Linked DNA regions of Mus musculus: region 2 is linked to region 1. The links are chromatin contacts, called in public promoter capture Hi-C maps. All regions are on one chromosome and are shown on one strand. Each heading gives the region's core, a stretch centred on a gene start, on an enhancer-like site or on the middle of the called end of the contact. The rest is flanking DNA. Distances are from core to core; before and after follow the strand shown.

Region 1 (2,916 bases), core at 205-2,704:
TATGCACCTAACTGCCACCTCCCAACAAGAACACCTGGTTTCTTGAAAACAACCACGGAGATCCTACACACTGCCCCGACCAGTTCCAGGGGCTTAGACGCTTACACCCAAAGTGATAAAGTTCCTCGCCAATTCTAAAAGGAAAAGCCTTGTTTACTTTCCCGACAACTCGGAACAAAAACAAACTGAAACCCACGCGCCACTGCCGGTTGGAGCTCTAAGGCCACTGTTCAAAGTCCCCATCTGCAGCCACCCGATTGCCCTCTCCTGTCGGATCCAGAACTGTACTCGTGGACACTTACATAACATCAGAGAACAAAGTAAATACAGGAAGGTCCAGCGCACAGCCTCCGTCACGTGGCAGGGACCGGAGGGGTGGGCGGGGCTAGGGAGCTGTTGACAGATGTGTCAACCAAAGGGGGAGGGGGAGGGGTGGGGAACCCCACGGAACAAGAAAGTCTCCTAACTGACCCACGGTTGTCGTCAAATCAGACTCAGGGCTACTCCAGCTGCTGGCTTCCTTTCTCAGTCATCCTTCGCTAGAAAGTTAAGGGGGCTCCTCCCCGAGACTAAGTGCGGCGCGACAGGGAGGGGCGGTCAACGGAAGGCTGCAGGAGAAGAGCCATGTCTAGCCTATGGGCGTGGGACCTTCAGAAGTTGGTGACTGGGCACGCACCCCACCCTCTAGCCAATGGCCCAATCTGGCACATATACTGTCTGTCCTCGGTACACCCAGAAGTCTCGTTTGGCAACATTTACTTTTCTTATTTCTACCCATCAGATGCAAGCCGAACTGGGAACACCCAGTCAGTCACCTAGTAGTTTGTGGAGGGTCACTGGGACTCGGATGGGGAAATGACTCATTAAGGTCAAATTACTGTTTCCCTGGGAGGATGAGGAGAGGGTACAGGGACGTGGGGCAGATGTGTGACAGCCTTGGGAGTTAGGTGTAATGGGAGGTGAAGAGATGAGGGGCTAGAAGAGGGCAAGCGCGGACTGGTGGAGGCCCAGAAGAGATGACAAGCGCTAGGGCGAGCAGAGGGGCACAGGAGACGGTTGGGCAGGAAGGAGACTCGCGCCCTGTGGTGTGTGACAGGTGAGTTCAGGCAACCCTGCAGGCGTGGCACCCCGGGGTCCCACTCACCGGGCGCTCGGGGTAGACTCGGCTCAGGTGGGCCTTGAGGCGACTCACACTCCAACTGCGGTCGCCACTCAGCTCCAAGTCGCGGTGGCGCTGATTGGGACTCTTCACCAGCAGCGTGACCGGCTCGGGCTGTGGCTCGGGCTCCATGTCTGCGTCGCTGGCGGCTCGACTGCGCTCAGGGATGCCGAACGGGCGGCGACGCAGCCGTCTGAGACCACACAACGACACTTGGCGTCTTTGGGACACGCGCCCCCGTCTCGGGTACCTTTTATGGGCGCCCCGTGCCAGGGCTCCGCAGATAGCGCTCTCTGTGGCTGCCATCCATTGGCTGAGACAGAGGTCAGTGTCCAACGTGGCCCAATCAGCGCCCGGAGAAAGGCGGCGGAGAGGCGGGCTAAGCGCGGGGGTGCGGGCTGATGCAACCCGCCGTGGTTGCGTCATCCTGAGTCCCGACAGCGGCGCGGGAGCGGGTCTTCGGCGGCCATGTCAGGGTGCCCTCTGGGGCGCTGGTCCTGTTCAGGCTCCTTAGCGCGGGATGCGTGCGGTGCCTGAGCCTGGCGGCCTGCCTGACTCCCAAGATCAGCAGGCTCTGCAAATTGTGCCCTCACAAAGCGGCCCTCCGCCCTTTCTGACCCCAGGCGCCTGGGCATACGTCTGTCCGCTTGCATTTTCCCTGGTGGCTGCGCAGCCTGGCATCCAGGGAAGCCTTACGAACTAACCAGGCCTTAGAAGCGAAGAGAAACCAGGCCTGTGTTGCTCTGAGCTGAGAGGATGAAGGATTCGGGCACTTTCCAATGTGCCTGCAGCAAATTTAACGATGCATCAAGTGTGGAACATACCCCTTATAGTAATGGCACTAAGTGCCTCTTGATTGACAAACCCTCTAGGAGACACTGGAAAGGGTCATCATTTATGAACTAACAACATCTGCTGCTTTTAAATTGGGGTTGCGACAAGCACAGCAGTGGTCTCAGATACCTGAAATCTGACCAGAGGCAGTGCTCCAGTGTTTCCTCTGAGTTTGAAAAACAAAACTGGCATTGCTCCGGCCCATCTTTGTCCCAATCCTGTTGGGATACCTGGGTTTTCAGCCATGTCCAGAGCTTACAGAGGTCAGAGAGGTGATAGGAGAGTCCTGTTCGGGAGATGGTTATGTGAGTTTGTCACACAACCATAAGAAAGTGTCGTAAACTGGAGGCTCGAGCAACAGAAGTTTATTTTGAAGCTGTAGAGGCTGGAAGTCTGCGACCAGGGGTTAGGGCAGCATTGCTTTCTTTGGGGGCAGAATCTGTACCACTCTCCTAAGTTCTGCAGGTTTGCTAACTGTCCTTGGGACTTCTTAGCTTTGGGGAGTATTTTTCCAATCTCGAGCTTTCCGATCACATGGCATTCTCCGGGTGTGCACCTGTGTGCGTGCACATACACGGGTGTGAGTGTATCTGCATCATCTTTATGCGTATCTCTGTCCAGTCTCTCCCCTGCCCCCTTTATAAGGGTATCATTCGCATTGTCGTGGCTAAAGACCTCATCTTAACGATTATCTTTCACAAAGATATTTCTAAATGCCATCACATTCTGGGGCTGAGACGTCAGCGTCTCTCTGGAGGACACCCTGCACCTCACCGCAGCGGCATTTGCCAGTGGTCCACCAGGGACACGCCGCAGAACCTCAGCTGCTTTCCTTCCCAGGTTTTATGTTGAAGACCACTGAGGCCAGTGTGGTGTTACAACATAAAGGCCTGCATCAGGAGGCAGAAGCAGGCAGATCTTCA
Region 2 (2,916 bases), core at 151-2,650, 49 kb before region 1:
TAAAAAAACAAAAGTTCCATCAAGCGCTGGCAGAAATGGCTTTTTATTTTTTTATTCTCTGCAGTCTGCATCCTCTGAGGATGCTAGTAAAGGGGCCTTCCTCTTTCCGATTGGGACACTTTGGTTGCTGGGATTTTTGTCTTTCAGCTTGTAGTTGCAGTCTCTGCCTCCCCAAGATGGCCGCCTTCCTGAGGTATCTATGTGGATATGCTGATCGCCTCTATTAGTGGGCAGAAGTCTTACTGGGCCCACCCTACAACCTCATCTTAAGTGTCTGCAGTCACCCTGTGTCCAAATAAGGTCACGTTCAGAGGCAGTGGGGATGTCTTCTTTACCCAACACACAGCACAAAATATGGGAGAAGAGAATCTACAGAGTTTTGTTGAACTCTTTCTAGAGGGAAGAGAGAAAGAGAGAGAGAGAGAGAGAGAGAGAGAGAGAGAGAGAGAGAGAGAGAGAGAGAGAGAGCACATAGACATTGACCAGGTACTGCTATCCTCGGGCTGGTCCGGGAACAGGTCTAGGCAGACTTTCCCAACCAAGTGCTTACTAGGCCTAAGCATACTTAGCTTCTGAGATCAGGCCAACCTGTGCTTTCTGGGCAGACCGGACTAAGCAGACTAAGGCACTAAGGCGTTCCCTTAGCTTCGGCATTTGTCCCATCAGGACCCCAGGCTCCTCACACTTGTGGCCGAGGCATTGTTTCTATTTCGTCTCACTCGATTCAGGAGATAAATTTTGAACATAATGTCTGTACTATAGATGGGGAACCAACCTTCCAAGATCTGAAATCGTAACTCATGGTCATGATGCACAGTATTGAGAGCACCCAGAGGTCCTATTCCAAGACAGATGGGCGCTGGTCCTGGAGGCAGGGCAGGCAAGGCATAATTGCTGGTGCTGGTCTGTGGACAGTACACCATGAGGGGCCTTATGAACTTCCAGTCACTCCCGCCCACTCTGTTCTCTGGTGGGAGCTCAGGCCTGGTGCCTTATTTTTGTGGCGCCGGGGACTCAAACCAGGGTCTGCCCTGTCTCTGAGCTACATCCCAGAGGGAACCTGGCAGGTTTCCGGGTTTCCTTTCTTTGCAAGAAAGCGATTCAGGAAGAGAAAGCTGCAGGTATGGCTCAGCTACACCCACCTTTGGTCATTTTCTAGCCTTTTCCCCCAATCATGAAGGTCAATTTTCAAAATACCTTTTCTGTATGAAGCCCCTCCCGCCCTTTTCAGAAGAATCCTGACAATATATACCAATAGTACTGAAGACCCAGAATTCTCCAGGAACCTCCCAGAGCTCCCAGCTCAGCTTTTCTGAGTGGAAAAAAAATGGTTTAAACCCCACGTGGCATTGTGGTAGGCCAGGGACAAAAGGCTGCCCAGGCTTACCCTTGTGACTGGAAAGTTTCAATGATCATTAGAAATACAGGTGATGGACATTCAAGAAACATCGTTCTCTTTTAAAACACAATATTCTGTTTTGTTTTTGTTTTTGTTTTTAAAGATCCCTGTCTTTTTGTACATTCCTTAATATCTAGTATTTGTTCCAACACAATGTTGGTAGCCAGAAGCCACCGACCTGAGGTTGGCAACTCTTAGAGAACGCAGCTTTCCTCTATAGAACAGCAAGTTGCTACGGTTCAGCCAAATTCTATCTGTCTAATAAAAGGTGGGGTTTTGTTTGTTTGTTTGTTTGTTTTGTTGTTTTGGCTGAAAATTCAGAATTATATGTAGCAAACAGGGCGGCTTCTGGATTATTATTAAAGCAAAGGCATTGAAAAGAAAAAAAAAAAAACAAGAAGAAAGTATGGTTGGGGGTGGGGGATGACAAGTGTGGCAGGCACCAGGAGAGGGGGCGCACAGACATACAAAGTTTTTTCCCAAACTGAGCCACTCCCTCCAATTTCTGTGGTCCCCAAATTACAGTGTCCGACTGCATTTTGCTAAGCCACCAGTACCCCAACCCACCCGGGCCCCTCAGTCCGTTTGTCTATCCACCTAGCCCCTGACACCCCCTCCTCTCTCTAGGCACAGATCTCCCTCCGCGCCCCGGCTTGGGCAGGTAACTCACCAGTTCAGCTCCCTCTCCACCGCGCTCTGTGGAAACTGAAAGTGGCCACTGAGCGGGCGCTGTTCGCTAGTTCATAGACTCTACTGCCGCTGCCGAGAAATCACGTGGATTCAAAGTGCCAGCCCCAGGGCGCGCGAGTAGCGTGCCCGGAACCCGCCGCGGCTTGGAGATCGCAGCGGGACATGCCTCTCTGACTACTGAGACTGGGTAAGGTGGGCATCTGCCAGGAAGTGGGTGGGGCCAGAGCGCAGCAGGACCCGCACAACCCTTCTTTCTACACTTCCCAGAGACGATGTAGGATGAAGGCAGGAGGAGCCACTGAGCAAAACTTCGTGGAGTTGGGTCCAGGGTCCAGTGGCGACAGCGGCTCATCACCTGAGACCTGACCTGGACAAGCGCGGCCTCCAGGTGTGTCTCTGCTGGTCCCTGGGTGCAAGGGTTGCCTAGGCTACAGAAGAAAGCTTGGTGCAGGGATAAGGGATGGAAAGAGGTGGGCGGTAAGAAAAGGACTACAGGGCCAGCGTCAGCCCTGGAAAGTTCCTGTCTCTGTTCCAAGTTCTACAACCTGCCCTGCCTCTTGTCTTTGTCCCAGAACAGGAGGCCAGGCTCCTCCTGAGGATGGTTTCTGTGACATCCCACAGTGAAGCAACTTTCCCAGAATGCTCTGGGGGAGGAATGGGGAGACAGTGCATTAGCACTGTAGGGCAGGGTCATCAGCACACCCATGACCCCCAAACCTCAGGCTCAAGTCCTCCTCTTAAGTGCTGGCTACATCACCTTAGGCCAGTGGTTCTCAGCCTTCCTAATGCTGGGACCCTTTAATACTGCAGCCTCACGCTGTGCTGAC

Evidence for each region. Capture Hi-C pulls out chosen DNA fragments and counts their contacts.
Region 2: a contact with region 1 is called in a promoter capture Hi-C map of liver. The contact joins the promoter of 9330175E14Rik here to the promoter of Herpud1 in region 1. A contact is called at or near these places in 5 of 39 promoter capture datasets (the 3T3-L1 cell line, the SN4741 cell line, hippocampal neurons and 2 more), 2 of 15 datasets of contacts at CTCF or cohesin (large pre-B cells and pro-B cells), 18 of 484 Hi-C or Micro-C datasets (CD4 T cells, CD8 T cells, LSK cells and 10 more), 9 of 115 datasets of contacts at active chromatin or transcription factors (the 230-238 cell line, CD8 T cells, the SCID.adh cell line and 5 more) and 3 of 9 other capture datasets (adipose tissue, liver and pancreatic islet).

Annotation. Positions count from the first base shown.
Region 1 is chr8:94,384,967-94,387,882 of GRCm38.p6, reverse strand. Herpud1 (homocysteine-inducible, endoplasmic reticulum stress-inducible, ubiquitin-like domain member 1) reads right to left here and starts at 1,454. Exons shown (of 8, transcript NM_022331.2): 1 at 1,145-1,454. The coding sequence starts at 1,291.
Region 2 is chr8:94,433,587-94,436,502 of GRCm38.p6, reverse strand. 9330175E14Rik (RIKEN cDNA 9330175E14 gene) reads left to right here and starts at 1,400. Exons shown (of 3, transcript NR_015514.2): 1 at 1,400-1,667; 2 at 2,027-2,276; 3 at 2,357-2,916. It also overlaps a transcript of Nlrc5 not described here.